2 separate regions of the Mus musculus genome follow, and region 2 is linked to region 1. A link is a contact called in public HiChIP or PLAC-seq data. All regions are on one chromosome and are shown on one strand. The core of a region is the stretch at or near the end of the contact, and the rest is flanking DNA. Distances in the headings are between cores, read along the strand shown.

Region 1 (6,698 bases), core at 2,336-4,835:
GCCTTGAAGGGATGAGTGGAAATCCACTGTCAACCAAGTGCAAGGGCCTCTGGACACTGGAACTGTCTTGCACAAAGGCAGGAGGACAGCCACACACCCTGCCACTACAGGTAGTTCATTTCAGCTCACAGGAGAAAGAAGCAAGATGCCATGTCACTGATACATGACAAAAGGCTACAATGTCATGGTGTAACCTATCAACGAAGGGTTTTACTAATCAATCCCTTCTCCTGAACGCATGGGCATTGATATTGTTTTATAGAGTTATGTTTTCTTGCATGTCCCAACCTTTGGTTATTCCTGACCTTGAGGACAGAAACCCCATGCTCTCTTTTCCCTGACAGACCTCAGTGCCTCAGTGAGAATGAGAAACACAAAGGGGGTGCTCAGGAAAGGGATGGGGAGATGTAAAGGGACTGATCTGCTTACAAGGAACTTGGAGGGTGCAGTGGCTTGCCCCATCTCTGCAGAGGCTGCCTAGGGCAGCACAGTTCCACGTCCTACTTGGTACTAGGGGCCAAGAAGCCCCTTTCATTGTGTCCTCTGGTTCCTGTCACTCTTCAGGAGACATGTCTGGACTAGGGGCTCATTGAAGACTATGACCTACTCCCGAATCTCCACTCTTCTACCCAAGGCCTGTAGTATGGTCATCTGCTGGCTCCATAGATAGAGAGTAGAACTCCTCCCTATTCTCCCTGTGGGCTGCAGGTTTTATTTTCCACCTTGTAGGCCATTGTAGAGCCCACTCAAACAGTGGAGTTTCCCGGCTTGTTCACAACCATACCAGCACCTCTTTTCCTGAATTCCAAAATACTTCAGTATTGTATTCATTTATTCCAAGATTATATTCTTGGGGATATTGGATGGGTGGCTGATTTACTTTTCTGTCCCAATCAGTTCAGTATGGAGGAGGTTGGCCCAGCACCAGGTTCATGGAGGTAGAACTGTTAGGGTCAAGCTTATGCACAGGGCAAGATAAACACTCAGAAAACACATCCCAGAGATGTATTTGGGTTCAAGATACCAAAAATTGTGTACCATAAAACTTTCAATGGAACTAGGTTGGTAGAGCAACCTATCCTTAACATAGTGAAGTGGTGACCAGGATCACTAGAGCAGGGACTCCTGTGAATGGAAAGGGAGTTCACTGTTCCTCCTAACTAAAAGGCCATGGTCATGATCACAACTCTGTTTAGCCCCTTCACTTACCAGTCAAAAGATACTGCTTGTGACTGTTGGTTTCTAGCTTCACACCACAGAGGGAAGAGTCAAATGGCGTGTAGACATACTGAATATCCTTGGCCTTCTCGAACCCTTTAAACATCTAAAAGGCAGTTACAGAAGGGCAGCACTGGGTCAGGAGTGTAATAGGCATGGCAGCAGGTTAGAAACTGCTCATTTGTATCCAAACATTAAACAAAGCTCAAATTCAGACTTGGTGCACAGATGACCTTGCTGGCATTCATTCATTCATTCATTCATTCATTCATTCACTCAAGTCTACACCTTGATTTATCCCAGGGAGATGGGGAGGTCCCATGAACGAAGAGCTCTAGGACAGGATAGATAGCAAGTCCCCATCCTGAATAATCATTTGGTTCCCATGGGCCCAGCCCATACCAGCTCATATTCACTTCAGCACCTTCATAAAGAAACCAGAGTCCATTGCCTGACTCTTACCAGGTTCGTCCCTCCCATAGCACAAACCCCATCCCTTCATCAGCCCATCATGGTTCAGCCCTTGTCCTGCCCTCATGTACCTTTATCTGTTTGATTTCATACCGGATCAGTTTTTGAGTGTCAGCAGGGTCTTTGCTGGCAGGGACTACCTTCTCACTGGATATTTTGGCCCGTATCACTGAACAGAAAAAGGGAAACTTTAGCACTGTAGGAGTATGCCATCTGAGATCTGGATGGTCCGGGGTCCTCTGAGTGTCCAGGAAACTCTTGGTTCAAGTATTTTGGGTTCTTCACAGTATGGCACATTCGAGAGAAGGGACTTGGAATTTACTCTGCAGTGGTTGCCAGCTTTAAGCCCTTCAGGGCTATTAGGTCCTCACATTGTATTCTTTTGGCCTTTTAACCTATTGGTTTCCAGAGCACAAGTTCTCCGTAGCCCTGGTTGTAGTAAGAGTAGGAGTCCCTTCAAAGCAGTTGGTGTGGGACTCATCTGTCTATACATCTTAGAACCTCATAGCTCACTAAAAGTAACAGTAACAAATGTTCATTGAATTTGTAAATGTCCTAATTCTCCATTGAGGAGATTCATTTCTTTACATCTAATCAAGAACTGTATCTTATTTTATTTTTCAGTATTGAAGACTGAACCTAAAGCCACATTCATGACAGGCAAATGCTCTATCATTGAGCTACAGCCCCAGCACTGGAAAGTCTTTAAAAAAAAAAAAGGATTTTCCTCTCTGCCTGAACTTTCGCTAGGCACAAGGCTCATCGAAAGGGCTCTCACCCTGTAGAAGTCTTGATCTAATGGAGAATACCTTATTTAAAAAAGAAAAAAAAAAAAAAGCACCTACCACAAATAGGGAACAGCAAAGAATCAAGAAGCCTTCAGAAAATGAAGGGTGAATAGTAGTTGCCAGGAATTTAAAGTTGTGAAAGAAGGGTATCCAGGCAAGGGAAGACAAAGGTAGAAAGATGTGTCCTGTGGGGGCACCTTGGCAACCTCAACTGCAGGCTGGGAGACAGGTGTTATAATGCAAACACCCCTTGCATCCTGGAGTTCTAGAAGTTACTTGATAGCTCCAGAGACAGCTAGGTCCTACCAAGCTGAGCTGATAAAACTACTCGAGAGGTCCGTGATAGAATACTTCTACAAATCAGGCTTTGCACTTCCAAGGTCAATAAAGCAATACCCATTTCTGACTTATCAGCTGTTACAGGAGGCACCCATACATGAACTGAGCTCCACCCCTTCCCTCAGACTCCGGGTCTAAAGCTCTGCCCAACACCACGTTTCCTACTGGCAACCCCTGCTGTGGTCCTCAGGACCATGGACTCACCTAGAGCCGAGTGGCAGAAGTGCTGCTGGGGGTGCGCAGGCGCACAGCTGCACGCCTCACCCCGTCCAGGGGGCCACAGCAAAGCCAGCAGCCTCAGCACCAGCGCCCAGCTCAGCGCAGCCAGGGGACTCCAGGGCATGACACTGCAGAGCCCCAGCTGAGCTCGTGGGGTCTGCCTGTCGTAACAAACAGCCCCTCCAGGACTCCTCCAGAAAGCTTCGTGCAGCCCCAGTCTTTATGAGGTGGCTTTAGAGCCAATCACGCCCCCATGGGCTCCTCCCTCCTTTGGCACCAGGCCACCCACAGCCACAGGACCCAAGGCCCTCCTGACCAGACCAACAAACCCAGTTGGGAAGTTGCAGAGGGAAACCTGCAGATTCCGAAAAGAGCCTGGAAGTAGAGGAAGATTCTGCAGTTAGGGGCAGAGAGATAAAAAAAAAAAAAAAAAAAAAAGCAAAGACCAGTGAAGAGACTTAGAAAAGGCAGAGAGATGAGGGAGAGCACTAAGAGCAAGAGCTAGTGAAGGGAAGCATAGACACAGAGAGACACAGGCCAAGTCAGAGGCAGACAGAATTACAACAGGCAAAAGAGACAGTGACAGAGGAGGACAGACCCCTTGCTGAGCTGCATACTGGGAGTGAGACAAGCTACTCAGGGTTTCTTTCAGCTGCAGGAAGTGTTTTCAATGCCCTATTTACGAGGCTCCAAAGCAACAGCAAACAGTCAGGGAACAGGACAGAGAAAGTTGGGGTGTGTGTGTCTTGGCGCTGTCAGCCAAGGGTGGGGGTGGGGGCTGTGGGGGGTGGTAGGGAAGGATGTCAGAGAAAGTAGCCAGTGCTTTCAAACCCTTTCTTACAGCCAGTGCCTTAGTTAACCGCTACGGGGGGGGGGGGGGGGGGGGGGCGGGGGGCAGTTCTTTCTGTGGAGCTTAAAACAGGGGTGTCCTGTAGCTCAGGGCAAACTTTGGACCTCAGAGCGCCTACTGCACATCATTGCCCAGTGGAGACTGCCATGTTGCAGAAGGTGGAGCCGCTTAGCAAACAAGCCAGGCACTCATTGTGACCCAAGCCTTGTCCACTGTTTGTCAGCAAACTGCTCCAAGAATTTGAATGAAAAGAAGCTCGTGGAATGGCTGCCCGGGGAGGGTAGGAGGCTGGATCCTGATTCTGACTGCCATTGGGTCTGTTAGTGATCTGGGCCTCACTGGGCCCGAACTCTTTTCTCCATTAAGTAGGACTGAACTATACGATTTGTCCCGCTCTTCATTTTACATTTGATAGTGATGTTTGAAAAGAAAGGGCTCGGGAGAGAACGAAGTTAGAGAGAGGCAGGTGACAGGTCCAGGCTAATGTCAAGCTCAGGCCAAGAGTTGTCTCTTGGAGGGGCCTTAAAAGCATCAGCTCAGCCTTGTCACTTGGCAGATGTGAAGGCTGAGAGGCTCAGTACCATGAAGTGGCTGGCAGAAGATCAGTGGCCGAGAGAACTGGAATCTTCACCTGCTAGTGTGGCTTCCTACTCTCTCCCCACCATGCCATGGGTCTGTGCTACTTCTGCCTGCGTTTCGTTGCAGCTCAACACCCTGCCTTTGGAGGGTCCATGTTCCCTTAAATCTCACTCCTCTGATAAAACCGGGCTACTTTGGGAAAGCGTTTACTTTCTTAAGGATGTCTCCCAAGGGTAAACATGTCAAACCCTATGCCATCTCCTTCAAACTCTGAACTGGACAGAGATAGGCCTCAGCATACTAAGTCTGTGATGTTGGCAAGGAGTGAAGAGTGTGACAGAGGAAGAGGACAGGGTCAGCACCGGGAAGATGGCACTCGACGGGAGGAGGTCAGAGGTGCATGCTTCAAATGGACATTAAGGCACTCAAAGTGCATTTCCTAACACTTCTGGTTGGCTACAGTACAGTTTACAGACAGCAAAATTTACCCTTTCATGAATTAAAAAAAACAATAAAAAAGAACAAAAATCTTCTTAGCGGTGAGGGGTCTTGCCAGGGTTATCTAATGCAGAGAAAACAGAAATAGAGAGATGTAGTGCATCAGATGGGAAGCTCTGCTTCCAGCCTACTGTGTAACCTTGGGAACGCTGCTGTCATTCTATGGGTTCCATGTGTAAAACAAGTAGGGTGTACTAATTATTTTATTTCAATATTTTTATTAATTATCCAGGAATTTCATGCATTGTATTTTGACAAATTGACCAAAATTATTTTTTTTCAATTTGTGTAGATATATGTATGGATGTATGAGTTTGTATGTACCGTGTGCATGCAGGTGTCTGCAGAGGCCAGAGGTGTCAAATCCCCTGGAGCTGGAGTTATAGATGGTTCTGACACACCTGGTATAGGTGCTGAGAACTAAACCCAGGTACTGTCCAAGAGCTATAAGCTCTCTTAACTGTGGAGCTGTCTCTAGCTCCTACACTGATTCTTTACAGGATGTTCCCAAGGAAAGTACTTTAGGATTCCAAAGGGAAAAGACTTGCTGACCAGTCCATTTCTCCCTTTTTTCCTCTCAGCTTACGCTTCCTACGTTCCCTGTGGTGGTGAAGATTGGCCATGCTCACTCAGGCATGGGCAAGGTAAGGCAGGATGGCTGTGGTGGTCTGGGTTGAATCAAAGGGGGATTTTGGTCAGCAAGACCATTTGTAGACTATTCTTCCTATGTTAGTAGATTCCCCTCCAAGTCTCTTGACAGCCATGGGCTTTGCCTAATTATACAGTGAAGAATATAAGCAACCCAGTTGACCCCTTAGATCTTGTGCAACACCTTATGACCCAGGCTCTGGGAAGGGACTACACCCAATGGAACTGCTGGGGAGATGGGATGCTCTTGATTTGCCACTCTCAAAGCTATGTGATTGGCTTGGAGCCTCCATGTTCCTCTGACTTCTCAGTGATTGAATGTACATGTCCCCCCTCTTGTCTGCCTTACATTACCATTAGGTCAAAGTGGAAAATCACTACGACTTCCAGGACATTGCCAGTGTGGTGGCCCTCACCCAAACTTATGCCACGGCAGAACCCTTCATCGACGCCAAGTATGACATCCGAGTTCAGAAGATTGGCAACAACTACAAGGCCTACATGTGAGTGTGAGTGTGAGTGTGTGTGTGTGTGTGTGTGTGTGTGTGTGTGTGTGTGTGTGTGTGTGATTGTATATATGTGTGGGGTGGTGTTCAGCAGGTTCATTTGTCCCCAGCAACCTCAGTTAAACCTCATCAGATCCATAAATTAGTAGCAAGGAAAGGATGCCTCTAAGGCTTCTTAGCCTGAATTTTTGATAAGTCAGAGGTGCAGTCTGAGAAATAAGATTATAGCCAATTTCATTAGCCTCAACTTAGATTTTACTTTGTCTACCGACAGGAACAAAGACTTTAGACTACAGTAGTAGCAGTGTATGGGCCTTCTCAATAACGGTGGTCATAAGAATTCTTGAATCACACTGTCATATAGGTTATGACAAATGTCGGTAAAATCAACCTGCCTTACTCTTCTAACAAACAAGGCAGATGTTAAACCTACCACTACATTGTGTTCTCAGAAAGGCCTATTTTAATAGTTTTAAAAAAAATGGATTGTGCACCTTGTGACCCTATGTACTTCGTTTTATACATTACACACACTACACATTTCACACTACCAGAGGGATCTGTGTGCTTCACCAGACTGCA
Region 2 (6,698 bases), core at 3,080-5,579, 470 kb after region 1:
ACACACACACACACACACACACACACACACACAAATCAGAAATGCACTCATAAATAAGCAGATAAATAAATGGTTTATATATGTTTTATTTTAATAAGGTGATTGTGATTGGGTCCAAAGTCAAAGACCACAAGCCCGAGGGTGCTTCTAGAGCGCTTCCCTATCAAAGAAAATATGGATAATTTTAATGTTTTTTGTTTTGTTTTTTGTGCCTGTAATCCCAGCACTCAGTGGTTGAGGCAGATAGGTTGTCAAAAGGTACACATGACAATATTGGTGCCAGTTTTATTTATGATGTCCTCTGACCTGAAGCAGAGGTGGGGGTGAGGGTGTGGGGGGTAGGGGAGAGTTGGCAGTAAAGGAAGCAGCTCCGGGCTAGTCTGGGCAATACAGCAAGGTTGTCTCGAAACTAAGCTGTTGGGTGCGGTGCTTAGTGGTAAAAGGTGTTTACTGCTGAAGACCTGAGTGAGATCCCAGGACCTACTCTGTGGAAGAAGAGAACTGACTCCTTCAAACATATCCTTCAACATATGGACCCCAAGTGAAAATACATGTAAAAAGCCACTTTGCCAGGCCCACTCTCCTGACTCTACCCCTTCGGTACACTGCACCAGTTTGCCCCAGCACAACCAGCTAGAAGCTGGTTCTTTAAAAGATTTTTTAAAAAAATTATAGTATAGAATAGAGTTTATTCAGGGCATGGGGAGGAGGGTTGAGAGATGAGAGGAGAGAGAGAGAGAGAGAGAGAGAGAGAGAGAGAGAGAGAGAGGCCAGTTATGAGCATGGGGGGGGCAAGGAGACAGAGCAAGAGCAGATTTTTAATTTTTTTTAAAGATTTTTTATGTATATGAATTTTTTACCTGTGCCGCGTAAATTCTTGGTGCTCACAGAGGTCAGAAGCGAATGTCAGATCCCCTGGAGCTAGAGAGGTGGGGAGGGTCATGAGCTGCCTGCCACATGGTGCTGGGAATTAAACCCAGAGCTTCATGAATGCTAGGCAAGCGCTTTGTCCACAAACCACATCCCCAGGCCCCAGGATAACGTAAAAAGACGGATTTTTATGTATGTATCTCTGCGCGTGCCACATGTATGCAGGTGCCCACAGAGGCCCTGTTGGAACTCCCTGAGCTGGAGTTAGAGGAACTCATGAGCGGGCCCAACGTGGCTTCTGGGAACTGAATTCTGGTTCCACAAGATCAGTATGGACTCTCTCTCTCTCTCTCTTTTTTTAATTCTCTTATTTACTCACTTTACATATTGATCTTGAGCCCCACCCCTCCTCCCAGTCCCACCCTTCCAAATCCCTTCCCCCACTAGCCCATCTCCTTCTCAGAAAAGGGGAAACCCCCATTGGGTACCACCCCACCCTGGGATATCCTGTCCCAGTAGGCCCTAAGCACATGGTGTGCCACTGAGACCCAACCAGGCAGTCCATTAGCAGGAAGGACATCCAGTGGTAGGCAACAGCCAGAGACAGCCTCCTCTCTGATTGTTAGGGGACCCGCATGAAGACCTCGGTGCATTTCTGCTACAAATGTGTATGGGTCCTGGTTCAGCACTTGCATGCTGTTTGGTTGATAGTTTAGTCTGTGAGCCCCCATGGGTCCAAGGTAGTTGACTCTGGAGTCCCACATCTCTGTCTCTCTGTCTCTGTCTCTCAGTCTCTCTCTCTCTCTCTGACTCCCTCTCTGCTTCAGGTCAGGGGACATCATAAAGAAAACTGGCATCAATATTGTCATGTGTACCTTTTGCCACATTTCCAATTATGTCTGAAGCACAGTTGCTGGATCACAGAAGGACGTCTGGAGATAGGATCGCCTGCAAGTCCAACGGACTTCAAACTTGATTTGATGCTAAGGGTAGCCTTGAACTTCTGCGTCTTGTCTACACCTACCAAGTGCTGGGATTACAGGTACACATCACCACACTGTCTAGGAGAGCCATTCTATGGCTCCTGCTAGTGGCAGCCAGACTGCTTTCTCAGAGTGAGGCCCCAACACAATTGTAAGTTCCTCCCTAACAGCAAGCTCTTATTTAAAGTGGTTTTCTTCACTTGCTAGAGAAATTACTCCCTCCCCAAAGTTTTAACATTAATTTATCTGGTTATTAGAGACAATAAACAGCTTCATACCTTTAAAAAAATAAGCTTTTAAAATAAGAATAAAAATGATGATAGGTTGGGCATACCTTTAATCCCAGCACTCAGGAGACAGAGCAGGCAGGTCTTTGTGAATTCAAGGCCAGCCTGGTCTATACAGTGTGTCCCAAGCCAGTCAGAGCTACAAAGTAAGACGCTGTCTCAAAATATAAAATAAATTAAAATATGGTTTTAAATATTTCTTTTATACATTGGATTGGGGAAGACATTTGCATGTCATCCTGTTTAGTCTCCATGCATCTCCGGTGTTATTTTTTTCCTCTTTCTCTTACAGACTTATTTTGTTGTTAATTACATGTAGATCAGCATGTAGGGAAATGGAGACATGCATGTAGTGGTGATGTGTTTATTAAAAGATAAAGAGGGGGGATATGTTTTATGGCTGTGTGGTGAGGTGTGGGGGAAGGAGCCATCGCAGGGCCCATGCTGAGGCATCCCTTCCTCCTGAGGGACCAGCTATAGCACCATAGTATAGAAAAGAGTTTATTCAGGATATGGGGAAGGGAGTTAGGGTAGTAGAGGTGGAGAAAGGCAGAGAGAGAGGGGAGGGGAGGGGAGAGGAGGAGAGGAGGGGAGTAGAGACTGGCCATGAGGAGGACTGAGCAGGAGCAGGAAGGCAAGAGCAAGAGAGAGCAAGAGAGAAAGGAGGGGGCAAGCAGCCCCCTTTATAGAGTGTCAGACATACCTGGCAATCCAGGTAACTGTGGGGCAGAGCTTAGACAGAATGCTAACAGTGGGCATCCAAAAGATCCCCTCAGAGGCCAGAAATGTGCTTTGGCTCTCTGTAGCTGGCGTTGCAGGCTGCTCTGAACTGTACGGTGTGTGTGCTGAGTACCCTGTGCAGGAGTTTAACTGTGATCCATTTCTCAATTTCTTTCTCCATTTGTTAGCCAGATTTCTGCTTCTTTGACAGTTCTGTAGAGAACCAAATTAAAAAGAGGAAAGCTTCGTTCTGGCTCATGGCTTCAGACATTTGGGTTTGTGGTGAGGACAAACATGGAAGCTGGAGCCAAAGGAGGCCGGTTGCCGAGTGAGTGCAAGAGAGGCAGGAGAGGGCTGGAGCTGGGCGGCAGAGTCCACGGAATCCAAACTTTCCTTCCAGGGTCAGGGGCCCTTGGGAGATCACGGAGGTAAACAAGAGGTCACCTTCTGGGAAAGCAGAAACTTGCGAGAATCTGGAAGGTCTTTCTCCAGCTTTCCAGAAGGAATAAACAGCTGTTGGAACAGACTCTGAGCAGCCCAGCTGCAGAGAGGAGATATCTTGGATCTGTCAGCTGCCTGCATGGTGTACAGAGCGCTTCAGGGTTGCTGCTTTTGTGAGTCGTCACTCTGTTTGGGGCTTTTTGGTGATGCAGCTGTTTTTGAGCCACACCTGGTACTGTAAATAACCCCTCACCCACACTCCTGTTAGCAGACCAATAAAATCTCACTAGTTTAACCAAGTTGGACCTTGGTGTGGATGTTTCTTGGTTCTGTCATGGGGTTGGTTCCCTTTCTGAGAGAACAGATGTGTGTGTGTGTGTGTGTGTGTGTGTGTGTGTGTGTGTGTGTGTGTGTGTGTTTGTCTCCCCAGGAAGTCTATCACACACAAAGACTGGTTCCCTTTCTGAGAGAACAGATGTGTGTGTGTGTGTGTGTGTGTGTGTGTGTTGTGTCTCCCCAGTAAGTCTATCACACACAAAGACTGGTCCAACCAGTCCCTTTGAGGACGTGCACCCAATGATCTCACAGCTATTCAGGTAAGCCCCGCCTCTTAAAGGTCTCAGCACCTCCTGCTAGTGCCACAGGGCCAGCCAAGATCCGGGCAGCAACGCCCCGCACATTCTACCACGGAGCCCCAGCCCAGCCGCTTCACAGTGGATTCTTCCTGTGTTATTACTATTCCACAGGATTTGCCTAATACTTATTTACCCAATACTTATCTGTTAAAATAACAAACCTAAGAATGGTCATTGCAACCCAAATCTTTCTGTTTTTACAACCTGAAGTCTCAGCATGCTCCAGGCAAACTCCCTCCTTCCCATGCCTTAATTGCCTCTTCATTTGAGGGAAACACCAGGGGGTTTGGAGTCCTACGGAAAAGATCAGGGAAGAAAGGCGATCCAGGGCTCAGCACCCCAGCCCTGCCGATCTGACCTCGTGTTCAGGAGTACTCCACTTTCCCACAAAAGGTCAAGGACGCTCAAGACTCAACAGAAGGCTCCAGGTGCCAGGAGCGAGCCTTGCCCCAAGCAGGTGCAGAGCTGAAATCCATCGACTGAATCTTAGAAACTTCCTGCTCAATGTTTTTCTCTGTTGCTAGGAAACCTGGTTTCCTTAGCTGGTCACCGGTTAGCACCCCCTCTTGTGTCCAGAAGAGCAAAGTTCATGGTTTCAAACTTACTCCCTCCACTTCCCTCCACTTCCCTCCTCTCTCTCTCTCTCTCTCTCTCTCTCTCTCTCTCTCTCTCTCTCTCTCTCTCTCTCTCCCTTTTCTCCCTCTGTTTCTTTCCTTCTCTGACTTTCCCTCTCTGTCACACACACACACATGGGCGCGCGTGTACATGTGGATGCAGGCGGCCTCAGAGACCACACATGTTGGATCTTCCTGGAACTGGAGTTGCAGGTCACTGTGAGCAGCTCAATGTAGGTGTGGGGAACAGAACCCGGGTTCCCTGGAAGAGCAACATGCACACTTAATCACTAACTCATCTCTCTACTTAATTTTTATCATGGAATACGTAGAAAAGTATCCAGAAGTCTGGCATGCCTTTAATCCCAGCACTCAGTTTTCAGAGACAAGAGGATTTGAGTCTGAGGACAACCTGTGCTACCTGTAGATTCTGTATCTTAAAAACTAAAGAAATGAGAGGGGCTTGGTGGCCCTTGGGAGGCAGAGGCAGAGGCAGAGGCAGAGGCAGAGGCAGAGGCAGAGGCAGAGGCAGAGGCAGAGGCAGAGGCAGAGGCAGAGGCAGAGGCAGAGGCAGAGGCAGAGGCAGAGGCAGAGGCAGAGGAGGCAGAGGCAGAGGCAGAGGCAGAGGCAGAGGCAGAGGCAGAGACAGGTGGGTCTCTGTCAGTTCAAGGGCAGCAGCCTAGTCTATAAATCGAGTCCAGGACAGCCAGGGCTTTGTTACAGAGAAACCCTGTCTAGAAAAACTAAACTAAACAAACAAACAAAAAACAAAGACAGAGGACTTTGCCACTCCCTTATTCAATCAGACATTGACTGCCCAGGAAATCATACATCTCCCGGATCTGCAGGGCTGTGCCTGCATTCTTTTTGCTTTGTGCTTAATTATCAGAATACATATTTAAAAATGGGAAGTTTGTGTAAATAAAGTCACACATTTCATTCAATCTAATGTTTATGGGCACTGGAGAGAAGGCTCGGCCATTGAGAGTGATTACGGATCTTGCAGAGGCCCAGAGTTCAATCCTCAGCACCCACTGGGTGGTTTGCTCACTACTGCCAGGAACTCCAGTCCCAGGGGATCTGACACCCTCTTCTGACTTCTGAAGGTACCGGGCACTCATGTATACATACTTCCACACAGACACACACATAATTTTAAAAAATTAAAATGATCTATCACACTATGTTTGTGAGGTTCATCAATGCTATTACATGAAAATGTGCTTTCTCATTTTCTTTTAAAATTAATAATTAGTATGTGAATGTATGATGTGGGGATTCAGCTGTCCACGCCACAGCGTAGACATGGAGGTCAGAGGGCTATGCCACGGAATTGTTTCTCTCCTCCCACCGTGTGGTTCCTGGGGATGGAATTCAGTTTTGCTAGGCCTGGGTGCTAAGCTCTCTTACCTGCTAAGTCATCTCGCTGGCACTGCTGTATAATATTTCAGTACATGACTATACAATAATTTCATTCTGCTCAGGGACATTTGGACTACTTTCAGATTGGGGCTGTCTTGCACAGCGCTGCTTCGAGTCTTCTGTCTTCCCTTATGCTCTGTTGCATGAGGCTGTGCTTCTCTCTTGGGTATCGATGTGACAGTGTATCTAGGTATACCTAGACAGTGTATCTCTGGCTGGCTGTACTAGATAATGCCAGAGAGTTTTCCAGAGTGGCTGAACAAATGCCTGGCTGATCCTGCCCAGCACACTGTTCATTCCCACTGCTCCACTCAGCAACATTTTGTATCACCAGATAGTAATTGTCACCTCTCTTGAGGGTGTGTAGCCCATGGTCATTTTAATGATTCCATATAATACAGTATATTAAGTATGTGTCTTCGAGTTTTATTGTTGTGAAGAGACACCATGACCAAGGCAATTGGAGCTGGCTTACAGTTTCAGAGGTTTAGTCCATTATCATCATGGTGGGAAGCATGGCAGGGTTCAGGCAGACCTGGTGCTGGAGGAGCTGGAGAGTTCTGCATCTTGATCTGAAGGCAGCAAAAAGACTGTCTTCCACACTGGGCTGAGCTTGAGCATATATAACCTCAAAACCCCCACCCCCACAGTGACATACTTCCTCCAACAAGGCCACACCTCCTGATAGTGCCACTCACTATGACCGAGCATTCAAATACATGAGTC

Evidence for each region. HiChIP or PLAC-seq counts read pairs in DNA pulled down with a chosen protein or histone mark.
Region 2: an H3K27ac HiChIP or PLAC-seq map of trophoblast stem cells shows a contact between it and region 1, with 4 times the contacts expected there. The contact joins the enhancer-like site here to the promoter of Timp4 in region 1. A contact is called at or near these places in 4 of 39 promoter capture datasets (the C10 cell line, hippocampal neurons and liver), 2 of 484 Hi-C or Micro-C datasets (bone marrow-derived macrophages and embryonic stem cells), 2 of 115 datasets of contacts at active chromatin or transcription factors (pancreatic cancer cells and trophoblast stem cells) and 1 of 9 other capture datasets (adipose tissue).

The regions. Positions count from the first base shown.
Region 1 is chr6:115,248,620-115,255,317 of GRCm38.p6, forward strand. It overlaps Timp4 (tissue inhibitor of metalloproteinase 4), which reads right to left and starts at 3,586. Exons shown (of 5, transcript NM_080639.4): 1 at 3,021-3,586; 2 at 1,761-1,858; 3 at 1,210-1,324. The coding sequence starts at 3,159. Syn2 (synapsin II) reads left to right here. Exons shown (of 13, transcript NM_001111015.1): 6 at 5,544-5,606; 7 at 5,971-6,113.
Region 2 is chr6:115,713,967-115,720,664 of GRCm38.p6, forward strand. No RefSeq gene overlaps it. Among named protein-coding and RNA genes, the nearest start is that of Gm24008, 6.5 kb to the right of the region's middle. Within about 2 kb of position 4,330, at least 260 of the 459 cell types and tissues checked have an H3K27ac peak or open chromatin away from gene starts, as enhancers often do. A contact at or near this core is called in adipose tissue, bone marrow-derived macrophages, embryonic stem cells and 3 more, where this site is marked.